5 separate regions of the Mus musculus genome follow, and all the other regions are linked to region 1. The links are chromatin contacts, called in public ChIA-PET, Hi-C, Micro-C and promoter capture Hi-C maps. All regions are on one chromosome and are shown on one strand. The core of a region is the stretch at or near the end of the contact, and the rest is flanking DNA. Distances in the headings are between cores, read along the strand shown. Region 1 holds the start of Xpr1 (xenotropic and polytropic retrovirus receptor 1). Region 2 holds the start of Qsox1 (quiescin Q6 sulfhydryl oxidase 1). Region 3 holds the start of Stx6 (syntaxin 6). Region 4 overlaps Gm41980 (a long non-coding RNA gene). Region 5 holds the start of Ier5 (immediate early response 5).

Region 1 (2,700 bases), core at 57-2,556:
TGCAAGCTTCAAATAAATAAATAAATAAATAAATAAATAAATAAATAAATAAATAAATAAATAAATAAATGCCTTTCAGGTATCCTACCTTTTAAGTATATGAGTGGTTTGCACTGTCTTTACTTTTCCCAATATTGATGCAAGGTTCCTTAAAACATGTATTTAAAAACCCTCCAAAAGCCTTGCAAGAGGAAGAAACTGAAAGGAGGAACATGTCTCGTGCAATACACAAGTAAGGTACTGTATTCACAATACAGTGATTTTTCTCCCTACCAAAAACTTAGCAGAAAACCTGAAATTTTAAATAATTCTCTTCCCTCCTTTCTCTTCCCTCCATTCCAAAACCAGAGAAGAGTGAAAAGCCAAAGATGTGATTATTCTGTATAGTTCGTGCAGTCAGTACAAAGACAGAGACAACCGTCTCCTTATCAAAACAGAACTATTGGCTCAATGCTTTTGAAAACTATAACCACTGCATTAGGCGATACACATTTCACCAAGTTTCAATCCTGTTACAAAGCCTTTGTCAACAGTGAGCAAGTGGAGGTAAGCCGACGGGGCTGGGTGGACTGAAGGCAATCGCTGGAGGGGTTTATCTTGCAAGAGCTCGATTCTCTGGCGAGAGGTGAGCAGCGAGAAGCACCTAACCTTGGCAGAGGGGGTGATCTCTGGCGGTGGGGACCGGAGGTCAGGGTGAGTGGGGAGGGGGTGGCGCCGAACCGCCGCGACCCCGGGCCGCCGTCGCACCTGCGGCTTGGCCTCCCACCACCATTCCCCAGCCCCAGCCCGGCAGTGCCCTTCCTCTCGCCGCCGCCTGCATATCCGTTACCCCGGCGGCAGAGGGCTGCGGGGGAGGGGAAGGACGGCCTGGCCGCCGGGGGCCAGCAGCGCCGGGGATGCCGCAGTGGCTCCCCGCGGCGGTGGGTCAAAGTCCGCCCGGGCCGGGGAGCTCAAGGCAGCGGCGGAGGTCGCAGCTAGGGAGATGACAGCCCCTCCGAGCCCGCCCCAACCACAGCAGCCCCAGGTACCTCATACTGGATGTACTGCTTCCTCCACTCGGGAGTGATGTGCGCGGAGAGGTGCTCGGCGAACTTCATCCTGCCGCGTCCCCCTCACTCCCACCCGGCTCTGGCAGCTACAGGCGGCGGCGGCGGCAACAGCGACTCCGACTCCTCCCCACATGGGCCCCGGCGCTGCGCGAAGCTGCGCTTCTCTCCTCCTCCGCCGCCGCCGAGGTCTCCTCAGAGCCGCCCTCCCGCCATCTTCCTCCTCCTCTCCATAGCCCCGCCCCGCCCCGCCCTCTAGACGTCATCGCCATGGTAACCGCCTACGCCGCTCCGACGGAGGGGGCGGGGTGGGGCGTGGCCTCAGGGGCTTTCCTTCTTGCTCCGCCCCTTTGGGCCGGACGTGGGAAGGCACCTCCCCTGACCTCTTCCGCCTGCCTCCAGTCTGCCTACAGCTGCTTTCTACACTCTGCCTGGGAAAAACAACAATGTTGCTACTGCAATTAATATTGGTACTGGAGCAACAATAATCCACACAAGACGCTGATATTTGCAGAGAACTGTGCAAATATTATTTCCATTTTAATATTGATTCTTCATAAAACCCTTAAAGATAAATCAGCAGTGGTCCAAATTGAGTAGTTGAAACAGTTAAGAGCCAATTGTATTTAAGGGAACTGTATTTGCATGCTGTAGATGCTCAATAAATGCTTGCTTTCAATTTAAAATGTCAGTGCCAGAAAGTTTGTGCTGCTTCTGTATCTCAATGTAATTGTCTAATTAGTCCTAGTGCTACCAGAAAGGCCAAAACATCTAGATACAAACCAGGATTGACACTTTGTGATACAGCTGACTGGGAGTGGGGGGCAAACTTGAGAGGGAAAACAATGCTGAGAAGAAAGAGAATCCTCTCCTCACCCAGTCCCTGTGTGACAGTCCTGTATCCAGGCTGACCTCTGGAAAGATACCACAGAGGCAGCAAAGTACCATATTCCATGTGAGAGTGACTGCCCTGAAGGACTTATCTGAGGGAAAAGCCCAGGTCTCACCTTGGATGGTGGAGCCCTGGATAACATAGTAGCTGACTCTCTTTTTAAGTGTGTCTATTCTTGTCCCTGTACCAAGCACTGTTCTAAACTCCTTACATGTAACTTTATCCTCTTTAACTCTTACAACTTTGATGAGACTCAAAGGTTTGCTAAGGAAGTATTGTACCTGTGACAATATAGATCCCTGTTGACTTCCCAACACACACACACACACACACACACACACACATACTTCAAAACGCCATATGTTTTTCCTCCTTCCCTTCCTCTAAATTCCCCTTTCTAATAAGGTTTTATGAATGTTTCTTCAAGAGAAAGAGAGGGTATGAGGCTTGCTCAGAAAAAGCACATCTTTCTGGCAAATGTTTGAACAGAAGCCTCAGCCTCTGGTGAAAGAATCGTCAGGGGGCTGGAGAGATGGCTCCGAAGAGCGACCTAAGTTTCATTCCCAGAATCCATGTCAAGCAGCAAGCAGCTCATAACCACCTCTAACTCCAACTCTGGGGATGTTTGTGGCACCCAAGGACACCTACCTGCACTCACATACAAGTACCCACACACAGACTCACACATATATTCTTAGTTAAAAATCATAAGTGGGGCCTGGAAAGATGTCTCAGTGGTTAAGAGCACTGACTGCTCTTCCG
Region 2 (2,700 bases), core at 43-2,542, 400 kb after region 1:
CAGGGAATCTTTAAGCTGTAGAGAGGAAATTCTGTCGTGTCCACAGTACAGAGTCTACTATTTAAGCACTTGGTCTATAATAATTACCATTATTATGTTCCCTCATCTGCAAGTCTTAATTTTTCAATATTTTAACATTCCTATAATACAGCACACTTTAAAAATCCCTATACGTTTGGTGGTTTTCTTATCCTGCTACCCCTTAGGCTGTAATTAAATGAAGAGTGGGTCCCGTAATTGGCATTTTAGAATGGAGGAATAGCCAGACCAGTGACTGGAGCATGGAGCACGGGCCAATCACACACCACAGGCATACATATAGTTTAGTCTCATGGGCTTAAAGGCTAAGGTCTAAGCGAGTCCAGACCCAAGGAGAAGAGAAATAAGAATGTGGCCTGGAAGCTAAGGTGCTAGAGGTAGCAGGTCAAGAGAAGCCTGGACTGGACAGGCAAAGAGGAAAACCACCCGATGAAGACAGACATCTACCTCATAGGTAAGGATGAGAAAGGAAATGTGTATACCAACTATGTAACTTGCCACGGGGGGTGGAGAAAAGTGGTGGGGGCGGTAGAATGAATGCCAACTCTCTATCCAGCACTGTTCCACCTCGACTACTAGGGAAGTTGGCAAGAAGGGATCCCTGGATGAGGAAGGAGGCTGCTACAAAGCTGGATTGGAGAAAGGCTCAGAGAAGAGCACAGGGAACAAGAAAACCCTCTCGAAGGATAGAGACAAAGACTTGTCAGAGGAAGACGCAGGAGCAGAGGACTGAGGGGACGCGGCCAGGGAGAACTTAAAGGCTATGGATTGGGGGAGGGGAGGGACTGCGATGGACCAAGGAAGCCGCGAGGGAGGGGACGAGCTAGCGGGACGGTTGGCAGGACCTGCCGGTGGGTCGGGGAAGGCCTCCACTTCTCACCTTTCACGTCGTTAGCAAGCTCCTTCCACGTCGGGGCGAAGGCGATGCAGTGGCCACACCAGGAGGCGAAGAACTCCACCGCCCAGGCGCTGCTGGAGCCGAGCACAGTGGGACGCACCGAATCAGCATCCAGCAGCGTCAGCGGGTCAGAGGACGAGTAGAGCACTGAGAGCCGGGCCGCGTAAGCGCCGGGCCCCGAGAAGAGCAGAGGCGAGAGCAGCAGCAGTAGTAGCAGCAGCGATGGCGGCCCCGAGAGGCGGCCGCACCTCCTCATCCTAGGCGGCTTGAATGTCCACCTCCTTCAAGTTTGTGACTAGTCAGTATCCGGAGCCTGCCGCGCACCAACAGCCTCCGCCCCGGAGGAGGAGGAGGAGCTAAGAGGCTCCGCCCCGAGGCGGGGCCGACTCCCGGGACCGCCCCTGCGAGCGTGTGAGCTGCCAGAGCCGGGGTCCCGGTGCTGGTGGGCGCTCCGCGGTTCCCATCCCCCGGCGAGCCAGACCTCCGAGCTGGGTCCGGAAACGAGTGCCGCCCGGGACCTCAGGCCGCACTCGAGGTCGTTGAGGGGGCCGGGGCAACGTTTGGCCGCTCTCGGCCCCCGTATCCTACGGAAGCGGAGTCCGTTGGCATAGTCGTTACAGATTTATCTTGTTCCTGGAAAGTTCCAGGGGGCTCCTTCTCGCAGTTTTCACATTGGGAATTCGAAGTAGGTGGGAGAAAAGAGCCAGGAGGTAGGACATTGTGATTGTCAAGGCCCACAGGAGCCAGAAGCACGCACGCCTCCGGAGGCCCCACCGTCTAGGGAGCTATTGCTGGAGGGCTTCCTACGAGGGGACAGGACGCCCTCTCCCACAGTTGGCTGGGCTCTGCTGCCTTGGAGTCAAGGTTTCTTTGGCATTGACATCCCTCCACCCTTTGTTGGGTTGATTCCTTCAGGTTGGACTCCCTCCCCACAGCTCAGATGCTATATTGCCCTCAGCCTACTCAGCCTCATGCTCCTATGTTCTCTCAAGTATCCGGATCAACTAAGCTTGTGTCCACAAGTAAGAAAGTGATAGTGAATTTTCCTATGGCCACCTTTTGTACCTCGGGTGCCTTGTGAGATATCTTGAAGTGAATAGGTCATCCTCAGAATTGTCACACTGGCCTTTTTCTTTTGTATCTCTGGATTAGTTAGCCCTCTCTGTGACCCCTTGGCCTAGCCCTTAAGGTGTGTTACTCCTTTCCTTCATAAGAAACTGAGTAACGTCTCTGTGCCAGTCATGCACCAGATATTAAGAATGAGGTGATAAAAGACTGAGGGGTGTGGAACTTACAATGGGGACAGATGGTATGCAAGTGAATGTAGGTTGACTGATGACAAATATCAAGGGGAGCTATGGTTATAATAGGAGGTGGTCAGGGACAGGGACATCTGATATTTGAAGGGACCGACCGAGTCAGTAATACCGCTGAAGACCAAATACAGGTTTGTAATCTTAAAAAATAACAAACCAAAGGGCATGGTGGGGCATGTCTAAAGCCTCAGATACTCTGTAGGCTGGGATGGAACAATATGAATGCCAGGCCAACTTGGGCTACATAGTGTCTCAAAAATAAAAACAACCAAATTATTATATAAATTTCTTATCCTTTTATCTAGATCTTTCTGATAATCTGAAAACCAGTTTCTTTTTTCTGGAGTTCTTGAATTCCCCCAAGATGTCCAGTAGAGTTTGTTGGCTTTGAGGGTAACTGGTTCCTGCCTTCCTCGTTTCCCTCCTGTTTCCACTCTGTTGTATTCC
Region 3 (2,763 bases), core at 101-2,600, 260 kb before region 1:
AATTAAGAACCTGGCTTGACACGGCTTCTGGGACTAGCAGAGCTGAGGTTTGACCTTCAAGGATCAGGCTCATCTGCTCTTCCACTTACATGCCATTGTCAATGAACATTTTATCTCTGAATTTCAGTAGGTAGGTAGCCAAAGCCTGCAACTCTCCCGGCAGCTCCCCTTCCCGACACCTGCCACCCACCGCTCCTTCAGGAGTTCAGAGAAGCCTGGCGTCTTTGACTTTTGCTTCTCACTTCTCTTCTCCTCCCTTCCTCTATCATGTCCTCTTGCTGTCCTCTAAACAACAGCTTCCTTCAGGGGTCCCTGACGGCATTGGGGCCTCAGAGTTCACATAACATTCCTCCTACTCCACCCCTACACATCCTGGCTGTCCTAGAACTAGCTCATTAGACCAGACTGGCCTCAGACTCATAGAGATCCATCTGCCTCTGCCCCTTGAGTGCGGGTCTTAATGGTGTGTGCCACCACCACCTTACATCTTAAAGATGAGGAATTGAATGGGGGACTTCAGGTTCAAAGGGAATTTGTTTGATGCAAGCTCCAAGGAGACTAAAGAATTTGGCTAAGTCACGTAACCTCTCGGAGTCCAAGCTCATTCATAAAATGAAGATGATAAATAATAGGAATGTGACAGTGAGATAACTTAGAATCCTGTCCAATGCTCAGTCACTGCTCAGTGATTATCAATAATCAAAGGTCACAGTTCTCATCCAAGAAGTTACGCACAGTGTGTCTAATTGTGCCATATAAAATGCTCTGGATGTTCTGCAATCGTAGTTGAAAGGAAGTGATCCCGTCTGGCTCCTTCTTTGCTTTCAGAATGAAGTACAAATGTCCGGGATCTGTGGATCTGTGTGTCTGGGGTTGTGTGACCCTGTACAGGAAAGAATGAAGTCTCTAACAAATTAGAAACAGTAGGATCGTCCTCCAAAAGAGTATTGATTGAGGATGTTTATACAGCCTTTACACACTGCATGACCTAAGACCTTACCATAATCAGATCTTTTGAGAATCCTTTAGTGCAAGACGATGATTAGATGGGCATGTAAATCACAGGGAGTTAAAAGCAAGTATTAAAAGTAGAGAAAAGGTAAAAGGTCTATGCAAATCAGACACAGCAACAGCTTTCTTAAAATCCTCATTGCCTTCTCCAGGCAGCAGAAGACCGCCCCCACTATCCAGAGCCCCGCCTCTCGGGCCTAGTGACGCAAGCTAGGCTCCGCCCCTCTCCGGCGCAGGGCCTGGGCGATCTGGGTCACGTGAGCCTGAGTGCGGAAGTGAGGCTGCGGTACGCGTCCATGATTGGTAGTGGCGAAGGTTCTGGGGGCGGGGCCAGACGCCGGAGGTGCCGGGGGAGGAGGCTGCCGTGGGGGCCGGCTTGGAGTGGGATTCGACCCGCGGCGCTGACCGACTGCTGGACCGACGGCCGACGGGCACCCGGGTCTGCGCGCACTGCTGCTCCGGGTCGCCCCGGCCGAGGCGCTGGCCACGGTAGACCTCAGGGAGGGCTCGGGCTGCCGGGCCGGGCGCCATGTCCATGGAGGACCCCTTCTTTGTAGTGAAGGGGTGAGTGTGGGCCGAGGACTCCCGCCTCAGAGAGAGGGGAGGGAAATCGAGGCAGGGCGACACAGCCTCTGTGCTCGGACACCGCGCGTCGTTTGGGGCCGGGCCCCTGGGGTCCCACTATCGGCCCGCACCGCCACTTCCTCGGGGTCGCGCGCCGCAGGTGGGGAGCGACGCGCCGGAGCCGGCCGACAGCATCTGGGCAGGAAAAGGGAAATGGCCCTCTTGGAGTGGGCGTGCGCGGGGGCGAGCTCCATTGTGGAGTCGTGGAGCTAGCTCGGGACGGCCACCCCGCGGCTTGCCCGGTAGTGTCCAGCGGGTGCGGGAGCCGGTGCGGGAGGACGCGCGCTTTCCCGGGGGAGGAAAAGTCCTCCAGGCCGGGTGCTGATGTTGGAAGGAAAACAATATGCAATCAGCCAAACCAAACTTTCCGAGGGTTTCTTGTGAGCCACCGGGGTTTTCCCACCGTGTCGAAGGAAATGAGTGTTTCTATTGAACTCCTTGGTTTCATCCTGGGTGTTTGACAGGTTTCCCTCACTTCACGTTCTGCCTTTTTAGAAGCCTACTGCCCTCGTTTTGCGACAGAACTGTCCTGACTCCATCTTTGTTTATCTGTTGGGAGATGAAAACATCAATTGCACTTTGTTGTATCAACTTTGTAGCCATTACACAAAAGCAAGAAAGCGCAATTATGATGTCGCAACTTATTTCTAATAATGTGTCAGTTTTATGCTTTGAATGTCAGAGAAATGTCAAAAATCTGAGAACTGCGAAGTTAAGACAGAGTAAGTTCTACTGACTGCAAAGTGTTCTTTGCTTTTAACTAGTTGCTACTTGCATCTTACTTGTATAGTGGTAAAAGCTGACCAGTTGTGTGGGTGTTTGTTTTTGTATTTAAGAGTCCTGGGAAACTTAAAATGAGATACTTTACTATCCTTGGTGTGTACAGTCAATGCACAATCAAATATATTATGACTGCTTTTTTTTTTTTTTTTGGCTTTTTGAGACAGAGTTTCTCTGTGTAACTCCCTTGAACTCACTGAGATCTGCCTGCCTCTGCTTCCTGAGTGCTGGGATTAAAGGCCAGCTTGGCTAAGATTGTCTCTACGTTTCCTTAAAAGGGTTTTTCTTTTGCCTTGCTTTAATTTAGTCGGGGAATAGGAAGGTATATATTTAACAGTAAAATCTGCC
Region 4 (2,700 bases), core at 49-2,548, 390 kb before region 1:
AAGATACGAGCAGAAAGCTGCTGTCTGCAAGCCAGGAAATGAGCAAGCCCTCATTAGAACCAGACCGTGCTGGTACCCTGAACACAACCTCCAACCTGGGGAGAGAAAATCTGGAGTAGGTGGCTAAAGTCACTCAGCTTTCCCGTATGCTAGCTTAACAGTCCGAGCTACACACTCGAACCATAGCCTGAATCTGTTCTAGAGATAAGAACAGGTGTGTGTGTGGAATTGTCCCAACCCTAGAGAACAGGGACAAGGGTCCAGTCCAGGTGTCCACAGCTGTCTGACAAGGAGGAAGTAGACAATTTTGTAACTAAGAAGCTGTTCACATCGGTAATGACCTTTCCCCCTGCTAAGCCCTTCCCTGAAGCCTGGACTGGCCTTGCCACATTTTCAGGACATCAGGAACACCTGCTCCATTGTTAATAGCACCATTTACGGGAACATGGACTTGGACTTGAGATTGCCAAGCTTGGCTGTACCCTGCAATCTTCCAGGGTGCTTTCAAATACGCTCTCCCCCTCAGACTCTGTTCAATTGGTCTTGGTTGTTGCCTGGGCACGAGGGTTATTTATAACTCCCTAGGTGGTGCTCCTTTTAATCACAGTTGGGAAATACTGGCCTAGAAGTTGGTAAGACAAAGAAAACCTTTTTCACTGCCCAATGGGCTTGGGATCTTGGACAGGGACTCAAAGGCCCAATAGACAACCAGGGACATACCTTGGTGAACCTCAGAAGCCGCTACTGGGACAGCTGTGGGACTACTTCCTCTTTCCCTGGAGGAAAAACATAGCTCTCTCTACAATCAGGAAACAGGAAGCACGGGGTGCCTGTCAGCAGAACCAGCAATCCCCCTGCATGGAAACTTGGGCTTCCCCTGCCACTGACAACTGGAAAGACCAGCAGCTGGTCTTCCCGGCTCACCTGCATGTGGGAATGACCTAGAGAAAGCCTGCTCTTAGACCCTACTCCCTCGGACTTAGAAAGCCCTCCCCCCACGGCTGGTCCCTCCTGCCCCTCCTTCTCAGCCCCCTAACGCCTAACTCTTCCTGCCCACCCACACCTAGCCGCATCTTTACTGGATGCCCCCACGTTTCGGCCAGAGTTCCTGCAGTTCCCCACAAGCCACCTTTGCCCCTCGGCCTTCCTGATCCCCGGCAGGCAGTTCGGTGTCCCAGCTACGGAGGCTTGCTCCGCTCCGGCTGCTATGAATGCTAACACCTGAGTCTGCGCCCCCTCGCCACAGGAAGATAGAATTGTCTCCCTGTGCCGCCATGTGTTGGCTGAATCATCTTCCTGTGTTCGTGACTCCCAGTGGCTCGTTATGTAAAGCCCAGCCTCCTCAGCAGAAGCTTCGGGGCTCCTGTAGCCTTATCTCACCCCTTCTCCCAATTGCTGTGGCCCCAGAGCTGGGCTTTCTGCCCCTCAGGAGGTATGAACTCACAAGCTTGCTCCCCTATAGCAATTAGCTTCATACTTAAGAAGTGACCCCAACCTATTTCTTACCGTTGCCTCTGTGTCCCTTCCTGTGCTTCTTTTCACGTCCTCCAGTAGCACCGCCACCCACACATCTAAGCCCTCAGAGCTCCTGGAGAGTGTGGGGAAGCGGCCTTGTGTCTTTGCTCTTCCCTCTCCATTCCATCCTGGGATCCTAATAAGAAGCAGAAACCCCAGAGCGACTTTATTGGTTGTCACTGTGCAGGTACATAGCAGGTGCCAACCCTGCTTCCTGGGCAACCCAAGTGCCTAAGGCTCTGGGTGATGGAGTAGGCAGACAGCTGTGACCCCAGGGGTAAATGACAATTACCAGGGATGCAGAGACAGCAGGAAGAAACCTGACTTGTGCTGGACACCAGCCTCAGTTGCAGCTTCCAACACACTTGCTCTCCCATCATGGGTCGAGAGCCCTGTCTTTGGTTGAGCTGGCCCAACGGCCAGCATGGGCTGACACTGCAGGCCCCTGCCACATTGCCTTGCCTTCTTTTCTGTGGCAGTGAGAAGACAGCCTGGAAAAACCAACTTGGGAGAGTTTATTTGAGCTCACAGTTCAAGGTGCAGTCCGACAAGGCAGGGACGTGAGGGCAGCTAGAGCTTGAAGCAGCTGGGCACATTAAAATCAGGATGGCAAGGGAATAACAACTATTTGTACACAGCTGATTCTCCTTCTCATACAGTCCAGGATCCCAGGCCAACCCCAGATGTGACACACAGTGGGTGATGGGACACCCAGTGGGTGGATCTACCCACCTCAATTAACTCGTTGGAAAAAATGCCCCACAGGCATGTCCAGGGGCCAGACTCCCTGCTGATTCTTATCTCAGTTTTGAGAATTGAAATTATCCATCCTTCACAGAGACTGTGCTGATATCACACAGCGGCCGAATCCAACTCCATTGAGAAAGTGGCTTTCAGGAGACCTGAGGCCACACTCCTGGCACACAGGTAAGTCTCTTCTACCCTATTTCTATCCCTGCTTTACGGCAGAGCAGAGCACAACGTGATCGTCTCGATCCACCAGAAAAGGCTATATAGCTTAAAGTGCCGGGAAGCCCTCTGGGTTTCACACCTTCCATTACAGAAGACTGTCCAGTGCTCCCAGTCAATGCCAGCCTCCACCCACTCCTGCCTAAAAGCCCTAGATCCCTAGCACAGGGTGTGGGGAGTCCTGCTCAGGGCCCTAAGGGACAGCATAACACACAT
Region 5 (2,700 bases), core at 165-2,664, 320 kb before region 1:
CTCAACACAAGACAAACTTACACACGGACACACACAGATACAAAAGTTAACGATCGATCGTCCTCTTCCAATAAGCCTCCAACTCTAGGTCTCAGGATGAGACTCGAGAGCCACGGCCCAGCCGGGCTGCCCCTTCTGGGGCGATGTGCTGCCCGGCAGCAACCAGTCTCCCCTACGCGCCCAGCGCCTACGGTCTCGGCTCGTCCTCGCGGCCGGGAGAGGCCCCGGCCGCACTTCGGGGACTCCCGCTGCTCAAGCTCCAGCCACTCGGGTCCCGGGGGCTCAGAAGGCCACGATGGCTGTGCTCCAGGGGCTCATGTCTCTCAGCACCGGCTTGTCGCAGCAGATCTGCCCCGGCTCGGCGGCTTCCGGGCCGCCCTCCTCCGCCTCCTCTTCCTCTCGGCCGCCTGCGGGGCTTTTCCGTAGGAGTCCCGAGAAGCTAGACCCGAAGATGCTGATGAGGTTTGCCACGTTCCCGGTCTCCATCTCCTCGTCGGTGTCGTCCTCGCCGGTGACTGGCTGCTCCTCCGAGTTCCGGCGCGGCTTCTTGAGAGGGGTAGAGCCGGGTGCCGAGCAGCTCGCGCGGCCGCCACCCACTCCCGCTGCGCCACGCTTCCTGGGACACGGGGCGGGTGGCGCGGGGGACCCGTCCTCGGAGGACCGCTCCTCCACGGCCGGGGGACAGCCGCACGGGCGGCGCACTGCCCGGGGCCCCTCGGGGCACGCGTCCGAGCCACCTCCTGAAGACGCCGCGCGCGGACGCTCCACGCGGCCCCAAGCAGCTGCCGCCGAGTCCTCCTCTCCGCCCCGGAGAGCTTCCCCCGATCCGGCCACCGCGGCCACCGGTTCTGAGCTTCCCGCTCCGGGCGTGTGGCACACGGAGGGACGCTGAGGCTGAGGCTGCGGCTGAGGCTCGGGCTCCGGCCAGGCGGCACGGGCGACCGGCGGGGGCGGCTCTCCCCAGCCGGAGGGTGGCCCGGCTACAGGCTCTCCAGGCTGCTGAGGCGGCGGCACCGCCGGGGTCCCCGCAGGGCCAGCCAGGTAGAGGCCAGGGCAGGGGTCACTCAGGTAGACTTGGCGGGCGCTGCGCAGCACCAACGACACCAAGAGGTTCTTGTGCAGCTTGATGCCGCCGCGCTGGACCCGCGAGTTGTAGATCTTGCCCAGGGAGATGCTGACGATGCGGTGAGCCTCCAGCTTGAACTCCATCCTGCCTTCGCTTCCAGACGATAGGGTGAACGCCTGCTTGCCTTCTGAAGCTGCGAGAGGAGCTGTAGGCGGGATCAGGTCTTCCTCTGTGGTTGTACCCTCGGCGTCTGAAAGCTCGGTGGAGAAAAGACCTGGTGACGCGTAGTCCCCCTCCGCCGCTTCCCTTCAGACAACAGAACCGTTCTGAGCCGGACTCTAAACTGAGCGCTGCGGGGCCACACTGCACCTTATATATGCTCCTCGAACGCCAATCACAAAGCGCCGCTAACCGTTCTGGGCGGGCAGATGTGCCTCGTGCTCCGCCCCCGACCAATCAGAGGCAGAGGAGGGGCCCCAGGGCCTGTTCAAACGTTAGTCCCGCGGAGCAAGCTCTTAAAGGGGGAGATTGCAGGCAGCCCATTGATCATGTGCGGTGGGATTTGTGTTCAGAGGCGTTGATAGAGGAGAACGAGGCCCACAGAACTGTATGTAGTAAGGGATTCCGCTTTGTGATGTACCTTAGCACACTGACTGGAACTTTCATTCGTTTAGTGTGCTGGAATCTACTGCACAATAAAATTCAGTTCCTTTCATACACAATTTCCAGCTGCTCATAGCTGTTTCAGCTGTAATTTCTGGTCATTCTTGGCAGAAATGGAAGCGATGACAATATATGACAACTAGCACGATATATTTGAGATATTATGTTGGAGTTAGCCCCTTTCCCATTAGCGTTATACTCAGCATTTAACTACAAACAAAAGGGAACGTTCTAGAAATACCCAAGCTTCTGCCTTATGAAGGAACAGAATTCAGGTACAACGTTGTTTGTTCTCACCTAAAGCTGGCATCTTTCATTTCGTTCCCCAGATTCTCAGTTATCACATATTTTAAATGGAAGATGTTACCTATTTCTCCACAATGGTTTTCTTTGTTTGTCTGTTTGTTTAATACCCCCCCCCCACACACACACACAATAAGTAACTGATCTATTTTGGGGGAAATCTAGTAAGTTCTAAAAATACAAATAAGTTCTGGTTTCCCATGTTGATTATGTAAATTGTTTTTTGTCAAGTATGGGGGGAGGGTTCCTAAAATTTTTCTGGTCAGTCAATGTAGTCCCATCCACTGAGTCTTGCAAATCCCTGTCAGAAGGACCATGACAAGATTGTACTGGTGCCTGATGGCTCTGTAAATTGCCTTATGGCCCTGAAGTTTCAAATATAAAATGAAGAAATCACAGATACACCTTCTTTATTACACAGAAGATAAATGGCAACTCTCAGAGTCAATCTAAATAATAAAGTTAACCACAGCTTACACGGTGTCTATGTGAAAGGTTTGCCTGACCCTACAATAGGTTTGGCCATTTACATGGAAGAAATACTAGTGAGAGGTAGGCTTGATTAAGAGCCAGTTCACAACCAGGATGCCTTCAGATCTGATGGTTTGGGGGATGCTAACTTTGGCCACTATTACTGCTACAACTGAAGCCCAGAGTCCCTCCCTTCT

What was found. Promoter capture Hi-C pulls out the DNA fragments that hold promoters and counts their contacts. A called contact is a pair of places that touch in the nucleus more often than the background predicts. ChIA-PET counts read pairs in DNA pulled down with a chosen protein or histone mark.
Region 2: a contact with region 1 is called in a Hi-C map of muscle stem cells, with 2.9 times the contacts expected there. The contact joins the promoter of Qsox1 here to the promoter of Xpr1 in region 1. A contact is called at or near these places in 2 of 484 Hi-C or Micro-C datasets (CD4 T cells and muscle stem cells) and 1 of 9 other capture datasets (adipose tissue).
Region 3: a Micro-C map of embryonic stem cells shows a contact between it and region 1, with 3 times the contacts expected there. The contact joins the promoter of Stx6 here to the promoter of Xpr1 in region 1. A contact is called at or near these places in 1 of 39 promoter capture datasets (the C10 cell line), 6 of 484 Hi-C or Micro-C datasets (CD8 T cells, embryonic stem cells, muscle stem cells and 1 more), 1 of 115 datasets of contacts at active chromatin or transcription factors (memory CD8 T cells) and 1 of 9 other capture datasets (liver).
Region 4: a contact with region 1 is called in a promoter capture Hi-C map of the HPC-7 cell line. The contact joins the enhancer-like site here to the promoter of Xpr1 in region 1. A contact is called at or near these places in 12 of 39 promoter capture datasets (the 3T3-L1 cell line, the C10 cell line, the HPC-7 cell line and 7 more), 1 of 15 datasets of contacts at CTCF or cohesin (large pre-B cells), 11 of 484 Hi-C or Micro-C datasets (B cells, CD4 T cells, CD8 T cells and 8 more), 6 of 115 datasets of contacts at active chromatin or transcription factors (embryonic forebrain, embryonic midbrain, fetal liver and 3 more) and 2 of 9 other capture datasets (adipose tissue and liver).
Region 5: an RNA polymerase II ChIA-PET map of memory CD8 T cells shows a contact between it and region 1, with 92 read pairs. The contact joins the promoter of Ier5 here to the promoter of Xpr1 in region 1. A contact is called at or near these places in 6 of 39 promoter capture datasets (the C10 cell line, erythroid cells, fetal liver and 2 more), 7 of 484 Hi-C or Micro-C datasets (LSK cells, cerebral cortex, embryonic stem cells and 2 more), 4 of 115 datasets of contacts at active chromatin or transcription factors (the 230-238 cell line, memory CD8 T cells, pancreatic cancer cells and 1 more) and 1 of 9 other capture datasets (liver).

What each region holds. Positions count from the first base shown.
Region 1 is chr1:155,416,138-155,418,837 of GRCm38.p6, forward strand. Xpr1 (xenotropic and polytropic retrovirus receptor 1) reads right to left here and starts at 1,307. Exons shown (of 15, transcript NM_011273.2): 1 at 1,029-1,307. The coding sequence starts at 1,097.
Region 2 is chr1:155,811,607-155,814,306 of GRCm38.p6, forward strand. Qsox1 (quiescin Q6 sulfhydryl oxidase 1) reads right to left here and starts at 1,293. Exons shown (of 12, transcript NM_001024945.1): 1 at 920-1,293. The coding sequence starts at 1,193.
Region 3 is chr1:155,157,353-155,160,115 of GRCm38.p6, forward strand. Stx6 (syntaxin 6) reads left to right here and starts at 1,351. Exons shown (of 8, transcript NM_021433.3): 1 at 1,351-1,575. The coding sequence starts at 1,541.
Region 4 is chr1:155,028,098-155,030,797 of GRCm38.p6, forward strand. Gm41980 (a long non-coding RNA gene) reads right to left here. Exons shown (of 6, transcript XR_001779499.2): 3 at 1,507-1,651; 4 at 721-776. Among named protein-coding and RNA genes, the nearest start is that of Gm41977, 8.3 kb to the left of the region's middle. Within about 2 kb of position 1,299, at least 100 of the 459 cell types and tissues checked have an H3K27ac peak or open chromatin away from gene starts, as enhancers often do. A contact at or near this core is called in B cells, CD8 T cells, the HPC-7 cell line and 6 more, where this site is marked.
Region 5 is chr1:155,098,222-155,100,921 of GRCm38.p6, forward strand. Ier5 (immediate early response 5) reads right to left here and starts at 1,415. Exons shown (of 1, transcript NM_010500.2): 1 at 1-1,415. The coding sequence starts at 1,209. The coding sequence ends at 283.